Linked DNA regions of Mus musculus: region 2 is linked to region 1. A link is a contact called in public Hi-C data. All regions are on one chromosome and are shown on one strand. Each heading gives the region's core, a stretch centred on a gene start, on an enhancer-like site or on the middle of the called end of the contact. The rest is flanking DNA. Distances are from core to core; before and after follow the strand shown.

Region 1 (4,592 bases), core at 1,050-3,549:
TTCTCCTGTAATCCCCTGAGAACACAGAGTGGCCTGACTCCTCAAATACAGGTGACCACTGGTGGCAGCACTCCTCTCAAGCCTCAGAGGAGCCGAGGAACAACCAGAGGACAAATGGCCACCACTGTCTAAAGACAGGGCTGTATCTTTGACTCTCAACTTTGTCACCTCCATTAAGGCAGTGTCTAACCCTGAGCCTCCAAGACACTGCCTTCCTGGACAGAACATCTTCCCCAATCCACAACTTTCACAGCTGAGAGAGTATCTCTGCCTGGGGCTCAAGCTCTGGAGAGGCACCCAGTTGGCAGATTTCAGAGTAAGTGGGGAGGAAGGCTGTGGAGGAGACTCTTCCAGGGGGAGATGAAAGGAGGTGGGGGGGGTACAGAAGGGGTGCAGTGGTGTGGAGAAGTGGGGAGAAACGGGAGAGTGCAGGAAGGGGTGGAGAAAGGGAGAGGGGAAGGAAGAGGAAGGGGGTGCAGCTCTTGTCAGTTGAGGAAACTGGAGTCAACAGGTTGAATTACACTGCCAGTAACCAAAGTGCTCCCCAGGGGCAAAAGGGAGGGAGGGGTAGGCAAGACTGACAAGTCCAGGACTGGGGGAACTGTCCAAGGTGAGCCATGACCCTAAGGTGTGCGCTAAACCCGCCCTAAGGGAAGGGTGGGTCCCTCCCCTGAGGGCCTCGGCTTTAGCTTAGGGGGTTCCAGGCAGAAGAGAGTCTGTCAGCTTTAGCAGGCTCACTACAGAATCTGGCAAGCCAGAGGACACAGCTAAGCGTTCCCTTTTGGCAGGGCACTCCAGGCCAGAGTCAGGGCTGCAGACCTCAACTTTGGGTGAGGCTGGCTGCCTCCACCACCCCCAACCCCCGAAATCTTTCTTTCTCTGGCTGTACCAGAAACCCGCCTCCAAATCCAGGACCACCAGAAGTTGGCCTGAGGCTGAAAAGAGAATCTTCTACCCAGGCAAGGAACCACTTCCAAAGGACCAGTCACTTGTCTCTGTGGCTGGGACCGGCCACTCTGTAAAACTCCTAGGAATGCTGAGAGCCCAGTTCAGCCACAGGACCAGCATTCCACTCCACTCCCTTTCTCCTTCCCAAGAGCAGCGACCCTCGACCCTTGACCCTTGACCTGGGAGTACCCAGGCTGGTTCCAGGACACACAGCACCTAAGCAAGAAGCTGTCAAAGCCTTAGGCCTCTACCCTCTTCTGTCTACACAATCAGGGGCAAGATTATGGGATTCTCCGACCCAGCCTGGGCGAACCAGCCACCAGAAAACCAACACCATCACTCCGCTCTCATCACTCAATGCTCCTGGACAACCATACTAACCACTGTCATGCCCCTATCGGTCCCCTCCCCACTCCACCCTCTCCCTCCCGGAAAACAAGGCGGAATCCAGGGCTAAGGGCCGAGGCCAGCCCCCAAAACCACCTCCAGGAATGTGACGGAAAAGACCATCATCCCTGTCCTAAAAAACAGGGCAAGACTATTCTGGAGAGCTTCAAAAAGTTCTGTCCCCCGTCCCCCCCCCCCCCCCCCGAACCAAAGCTGCGAAAATGTGCTCTGGTGTTCCCACAACTTCAAGCATTCTTGTGCGTGCCATGGATCAAAGGTTTTCCTTACACTTAAACAGCGGCCAATTTGAATAATCTTGGGTGTGTTGGGTTTGTTGTTGTTTTTTTTTTTTTTTTTTTTTACTTTTTTTTTTTTTAATGCACCAGAGGTTTTCACAATCTGATGAAAACTTTTATAGACCATGCAAGTTTGTCCTTAAAGTCCCTGACTGAGACCAAGGCTAGGAGCGCAACAACACCTGCCTGCTGTGTGCGCCCAGAGAGAACTAGCTAGGCGGAGTGCGCCCCGCCCTCGAGGTTTCCCTCGGGCCACATTGAAGGGCGCCACCGCAGCTCCCGGGGCGCCTCGTCGTCGCCTCCCTGCCTCCTTCGCGCGCAGCACCCCGACAGCCCCGAAGTTCCACCGCCGCGCAACCCGCTTTGCCCGCTGTCCGGCGCTGCGCGCTCACCCGCCGTAGTGCGCCTTCAGACGGACGCGGCCGCCGCTCCGGTCCATCTTGGGGTCCGTCCTGCTGGGCATGGCGCACTCAGCCAGCCGCCGTCAGCGCTGCTTCCAGGGCGCTCCGGCCATGGCTAGCGGCCCCGGAGAAGGGCCGGGTTGCCAGGCGGGGCAGACGGCGGAACGCGGAAGGGAGCGCGCGGAAGGGAGCGCGCAGCACGGGACAGACGGCACCCGCCTCGCCAACTCCGCGGAACTTGGGCGGTGCGCGGAGCTGGGGGCACACTGGATGGGGGCGGAACCTGGCCATCGAGACGGCCAATCCACGAGGCGGGAGGCACCTGTGGCCAATGAGGGCTCCCCGGGGCCGCCACCTGGGCCAATCCTCGGGGGGCCGCGCGGCCGCGGCCCAATAACCAGAGTGCAGGATGAACTACCTGTCGGGCGCGGCCCTGGGCCAATGGGAGCGCGCACGTAGTGGCTTTGCCCGGCAACGGGCGGCGACCCGAATAGTCCAGGGACAGTCAGGCCACTCCGCCCCGTGCTTCTGAGTCTGCTGGGTCTGTTGTGCTGAAAGCCGGGCAAACTTTTTGGAGGTGCGGGTTGTCCGATGTTTTCAGACCTTCGGAGTACGAACTCCAGCTGTCCGCAGCGTCCCCGAGGTTGCGAGGAGCTGAGCAACTCCTCAAAGTGCGAGCTGGTCTGGCCCTCCGGTCCCAGCCCTCCCAACTTCAGGGGCATCCCGCATCCCCAGCCAGGAGGGCCTGTCTTTATTCGCCGCCTCTGCACCAGTTAGCTTCTCCGCCGAACAGATCTGGAGAATCGTAAGGTCTTCTTAGCCCTTCGCTTTACATTCCACACGCGTGCCTGGTTCTTCTTGGTGCCAGGCACTGAGGTGACGCTGGAGGGCTGAAAAGACGCAGCGGCCCTGATCTTACATCCCGCGTTCTCTCTAGAAGACACCTATTGGCAGCCACCTGGTCATCTTCAGATGCCTTTTTGTTTGTTTTGTTTTTTGAGACAGGCTTTCTCCGTAGCTCAGGCTGCCCTAGAGCTCTCTCTGTAGACCAGGCTGGCCTTGACCTCAGAGATCCACCTTCTTCTCGCTCCCAAGTGCTGGGATTAAAGGCATATGCCACCCCCGCAGGCTTTAAGTGGCTTTTAAACACTTTAATCTTAAAAATAATTTTTAAAAAAATGGTGGCATGCCTACAATCTCAATATTAGAGAAACGGAGGCTGTAGCCAGCCCGGTAATCCCCAGTAATGCCTCAGATAATTTTTCAAAACCCTTTGAACTCAAACCTGGTTCTCTGCACCTCTGTAGCTTCTGTCATGGCTATTAGCACTCCTTGTCCTCACCCGCCCAGGCTCCTAAGTGCTGAGATTCCAGATGTGTGTCACACTGAGTTCACAGACATATTTTTGTTTATTTTAGCGTTGGGAAATGGACGAAAGTTTTTATTTTAGGTGTATGACTGTTGTTTTGCCAGCATGTGTAGTCCTGTGTATTTGCACACCTCATGGGTGCAGTGCCCTGGAGAGGTTAGAAGAGCTCTGGGCTCACCCTGGAACTGGAGCAAGTTGTGAGATGCCATGTGGGTGCGTGGCAGGTCCTCTGCAAGGTAGCTGGTGAACCCTTAATCCTCCTGCCACACAGTCTTCCAAGCGGTTAAAATGACAGCCTGAGTTAGGCTGTGCTGCTTGGACTTTTACTTACTTTTCTGCTTGTCTGGTTGTCTGTCTCTGTGTAGCTATGTACCTGTGTATCCCATGCTGTCCTGGAACTAACTCTGTAGTCAAGGCTAGTCTCAAGCTCAGACTGCTTGTCTTCCCCCGCCCCCGCCCCCGCCCCCCCCAACATGCCGAGATTAAAGGCGTGCTCTACCATGTCCAGCTTAACCCTTAACAGCAACAGATTCAGCCAGGGTGTTGTTCTCCAAGGCTATGTCTACCTTTCTCTGGTCACAGCCTTTACATTTTACTTTTTATTGTTTTCGTTTGTTTGTTTTGTTTTGTTTTGTTTTAAAGACAAGGGCTCCCTACCCTCCACTGAGTGCCCCCAAGACCTCACATACCCCCACGCATTCTCACAGTTTCTGCATATCCTCACAATCTACAGTGCATCCTCCCTTTGAGTTCACTAAGACCCGTTTGTTGGCCTAGCCTCCCTCTCTGTGCTGGGATTATGACACAATGTCCAAGTTCTTAAAAAACAAAAAAACAAAAACAAACAAGTCAGCCCTTGCTGGGGTTGTAGTCTAGTGTTTTAAAAGCCTTTGGTTGGGGCTGGAGAGATGGCTCAGTGGGTAAGAGCACCGACTGCTCTTCCGAAGCTCCTGAGTTCAAATCCCAGCAACCACATGGTGGCTCACAACCATCTGTAGTGAGATCTGATGCCCCCTTCTGGTGTGTCTGAAGACAGCTACAGTGTACTTAGATATAATAATAAATAAATCTTTAAAAAAAAAAAGCCTTTGGTAGAAACGGGAGAGATGGCCCAACAGTAAAGAGTAGGGGTTGCCCTTCCAGAAGGGGTCTCTATTCCTAGCACCCACACCTAACTCAAATTCCAGTTCC
Region 2 (4,592 bases), core at 1,284-3,783, 53 kb before region 1:
AATTCTATAATTAGGCTGGTCACAGGAATCTTAACGAGCTCTGTTTCCATGGTAACCTAGCATCTTAAGCACTGACAAGGTGGGAAAAAAAAAAACCCACATTTTTTAAAAAGCTCTGATCAACTGACTGTGCACAAACCCGCCTCTTCTAGGCTTGCTCGAGGATGAGGTGGGCTGAACTCCAGCCGCAGATCAGAATAAAGCTGGAGGGTTCCTGATTCGTGGGATGTATAACGTACTGTGTAATGTGCCAAAGGGTGGCCCATGTGCTAGCAATGAAGTCTCCTGGAGAGCCCAGTACCCTTGGTGGCATTCCCAGGCCAGTGGCTAGCAAAGGCAACAATCCGGTTAGGTTCCTGAGGACCAAAGAGGGTCCACGGAGCATAGGACAACACAAAAGAGGATGTAGAAAAACATGCAGGAAAGAGACAGCCAAATGTCCTGGGGTCAGGGGTTCCCCAGGTTAGAATGGACACTGGCACTTCTAAGGCTTAGGGTCACGATGGTTTTGCCAGGATTCTGTTTCTCTTTCTCCAACACAAACACACACACACACACACACACACACACACACACGCTTATCCCAGGATTTCAGATGCCGTACAGTTATGGCATGATTGTGTCCCAGTTCTTCCTTTGCCACACTTCAGGGCGTTTCATTCAGCCTTAAGTCTGTAACACAGACACCATCCCAGGAGTCGGGGTGGGGGGTGGGGTGGGGCAGCAGTGAGGGTGGAAGGTAGGAAGGCCGGGGTAGGGTAGGACGACGCCATCTGAGTGTGCGCTCACCTCCTGCCCTTAGGGACTTTCCCATCCCATCTCAAACTTCCTGCTTCTCAACACTGATCCATCTTCCAGATGAAAGTAAGGCTTACACATGTCATGCTTTCGAAGGTAAATGAAGAATAACAGGGAAATCATAGAAACAGGCCTGGGTAGAGAGGTACGGGAACTGCAACCGTGGGAAGCTATGGCCGCGTGGGAGACGGGCTGTTTGTGAGCAAGGGGAGCAGGCAAGGTTCCCACGTGGGTTTTCCACCCTTTCAGCTGCCCCGTTCTGTGCCCTGGGTGTGTCCCTCTGCAACCACAACACACCAGAGGATGTAGAAAAACATGCAGCAAAGAGACAGCCAAACAGAGGAGAAGCCCCAGTCCCCTTGTCTGCAGGGGGCATCCTTGGTGCATCAGAGATGTGTGAGAAGCTCACACACTGCTGCTGCTCAGAGGAAGACGGGGGTGGGGGTGGGGTAGGGGGAAAACTGGCCATGAGACAGTGTCCCTGGTGCGATGCATGAGCCTCAGTGGGGATTCACCCAGGTCACGCCGGCCAACCGTAGTAAAGGGACCCAGATACCGGTGTGAGGAGGAAGATAAGATGTGAAGCCAGGCGTGGTGGCTCACACCCACGACCCCGACACTTCATTAGCTGAGACAGGAGGACTGCCACCAGTCCAAGGTCAGCCTGGCCTGCATAGCAAGACTTCATCTAAAACAAACCAAAACAGAGGAAGAGAGGGAAACAGAAACAGGGGGAACGGCATGCACAGAATACACTATGCACGTGTTTGAAAGCGTTGTAGTGAAGTCCATTACTATGTACAACTGATATGTGCTATGGAAAACATTCAAAAGGCTAAGAAACAAACTGAACCCGGGCTGGTCAGTTCCTATTGGGAGTCAGACTTCTAGCCTCAACTTCCTTTTTGGGCAGAACACAGGAAAGAGGCCCCTTCCTGGGAGTGTGTGCTTACTGTCTATTCCATGGGCACAGGTCCTGGTAGTCCCACCTACTCCAGCCTTGAGATTGTTCATTTAATACCTATACTAAGCAACAGAAATGTATTCTAGTGATATCAGTGACAAGAGAGAGACAGAGACAGAGAGACAGGGAGAGACAGAGAGAGACAGAGAGACAAGGAGAGAGAGACAGGCAGACAGACAGACACACTCTGACTGCTGGTTAGGCTGTGGTGGGTCACCTTGGATGCTCACACACTGAGTGGGACCAAAAGGAGGCAGGGTAAGTCTGGGTCACCTTGTGGCTACTGCTCATGGCCAGCTACAACCACCACCCATCAGTGCCATCTGCATCTATCCATCACAACACCGAAACGTCATCAGTACCCTCACTCCTGGGTTCAACGGCCGTGTCACACACGAAAATCTGTGAGGTACTTTGTGTCACAGGGAAAAGGACAAGGGGCTTGGAGCTTGTTTCTCAGGTGCCTGGTGAGCACATACAGGACCCGTGACCTCTGATGGAAACCAGGCACTGAGGTTCCTGGGTCTCAGGTGGGCAGGAAGATACCAGATCCTCCCCAGCAGCCAGACACGGCAGACAGGCTCTGTGAAGTACTACAGTGAAGCCTACGGGAAGCTGTGCTGCCATCTGGGGGAGCGGTGAAATAAATCCCACAACAGCTGCTCCGTGGTTCCCAGGGAAGGAAAGAGAAAGACTCACACTGGTGTGAGGCAGGGGCAGCTCTTTCCGGAGGGAAAACTGTCCACGTGGACAGCGATGCTCTGGCTGGATCTCGGGGGCCCTCTGCTGGATGAAACGCCTTAACAGGGTTTCTGAAGGTGCCCGGACAAACCTCACACAGTCTCTCTCTCTGCCCGTGCCTGAGCCTCTCACAGAGAACAGGATCAGAAGGCAGGCAGGCAGAGGAGGACTAAGGGACCTGACAGCTTGCTATGTAACAGTGGCCACACAGGTTCTGGGGATGCATAAACTTGATGCTATCCCTTTATCTACCAGAAACAGACAGGGCTGTGGAAGAGGGGCTGCCTATGGGTCCCAGGAGCCCCAGGAACCCTAGGAGACCAAGAATCCTTTCCTGACCAGTAAACATTAAGAAGAATGGCCCTGGGAGACCTGGAAAAAGTCCAGCACATGCCAACCATTGCACTAGTTGATGCAAAGACTCAAGTACACTATGATACAAATTGAGAGGGCCAGCTGGAAGGTTGACCAGTAGTTTTCTTTTTATTGATTTAATGGGAAGACATCAACTTCCAAGTAATTCAGTTGCCATGGACTCGTGCTAAGTACGGCTCCTGTCGATGGAGGAAACGCGCACACAGCAAGTGGATCACTGCCCACCTCCCCCACGGTCAGTGGACTGGATTAAGTCCTTAGATCTGAGGGCCAAGGCTAGAGCTCAGGAGCTAGAATCTGCAGGACTCGACGAAGCCAGCAATGGACAGAACACAGGGCACAGAGGCTACTATCGAGAGCTCGATTGGAGGCATGCTATGAATGTAACTTGCTGTGGAGAACCACGGAAGGGAAACGTGTGGCTTCTACCAGTCTAAGCCTCCAGCCAAGGGTGAGTGAGGAAAGCTGGAGAAACCAAAGCCACACTGGAGGAAAGTGACCGTGGGGGCAGGCTGGGCCTTCCTGATTCTTTAGGGCCTATATGGAAAACATGGGCTGGGGCTCAGTGCTTGGATATCTGACTGGAGACAGGAACAGCAGCTCAGGTAACTAAGACAAGAGATGGATGTAGAGATCTGTCTCTACCATGTGGGCACCAAAGGCCGCTTTCTTCCACAACAGACACTCTTCCTCAGATAGCTCCAGAGGCTACCTGGAGCTGGGTTGAGTTCAGGTGAGGCCTGTCCCTGGCTTGGGGATGACTGCACCTATGTCCTTCATAGTGGGGTGTTAGATGAGCACAGCCTCTCAAGGTCTCTCTTGGTAGGGACGCCAACCTCCTTACATTACCCACATCACCTCCAAAGCCTCATGACCTCTCTCTCTGAAGATACTGTAGGTTGAAATATGTTTGGCACACCTGACTCAGCAAACTCAGGTAGGGATTCAAAGCTGGGTGAGAAAAGGCTGCATAACGGGAGCCTAAACTGAACTGGAAACGCACACTGCACAAACAAAGCCCGGATAACTACTTGTCAGCAAATCTGCGGTTTTGGAAAAAAAAAAAATCACTAACAAGGGTATTTCAGGCAGAGGGAAAATTGTCACAGCTAGGCGAGGTGAGACGGAGCACGCTGGAGGGGCTGTGGGGGCGCATAGGTGCAGTCCATGGGAGGTTATGGAAAGATTATGTGAAAATACTGTGGTGTCTCATACATGGGACCTGAGCACCTGCAGATTTGGATGTCCGGGTGGTGGGAGTTAGAGAAAAATCCCCAAAATAAACTATATAGACAGTAGGTGGAGGGGAGCTAGAAAAAAAATCCCCCAAAATAGACTATACAGACAGTAAGTTTCCCTTCACCACCACACACACAGCAACCTCAATAGCTGTTCTTTTTTTTTTTTTAAACGATTTATTTATTTATTTATTGTAAGTACACTGTAGCTGTCCTCAGACATTCCAGAAGAGGGAGTCAGATCTCGTTACGGATGGTTGTGAGCCACCATGTGGTTGCTGGGATTTGAACTCCTGACCTTCGGAAGAGCAGTCGGGTGCTCTTACCCACTGAGCCATCTCACCAGCCCAATAGCTGTTCTTTTACAGGGCAACTGAGGCTTCAGGTAAGAGGGTTTTAAAGATATATAACACTTTCTAGCTCACAATGGGCCCACTTAGGACTTTTTGACTTTACAGAGTGAGATCAACACAAAT

Evidence for each region. Hi-C and Micro-C count contacts between places; a contact is called where the count stands out from the background.
Region 2: a contact with region 1 is called in a Hi-C map of CD8 T cells, with 1.7 times the contacts expected there. The contact joins the enhancer-like site here to the promoter of Prkcz in region 1. A contact is called at or near these places in 13 of 484 Hi-C or Micro-C datasets (CD8 T cells, cortical glia, embryonic stem cells and 5 more), 2 of 115 datasets of contacts at active chromatin or transcription factors (embryonic stem cells and memory CD8 T cells) and 2 of 9 other capture datasets (adipose tissue and pancreatic islet).

The regions. Positions count from the first base shown.
Region 1 is chr4:155,359,129-155,363,720 of GRCm38.p6, forward strand. Prkcz (protein kinase C, zeta) reads right to left here and starts at 2,300. Exons shown (of 18, transcript NM_008860.3): 1 at 2,024-2,300. The coding sequence starts at 2,094.
Region 2 is chr4:155,305,763-155,310,354 of GRCm38.p6, forward strand. The region is part of intron 4 of Prkcz (protein kinase C, zeta); the gene reads right to left. Among named protein-coding and RNA genes, the nearest start is that of Prkcz, 53 kb to the right of the region's middle. Within about 2 kb of position 2,534, at least 100 of the 459 cell types and tissues checked have an H3K27ac peak or open chromatin away from gene starts, as enhancers often do. A contact at or near this core is called in CD8 T cells, memory CD8 T cells, neurons and 1 more, where this site is marked.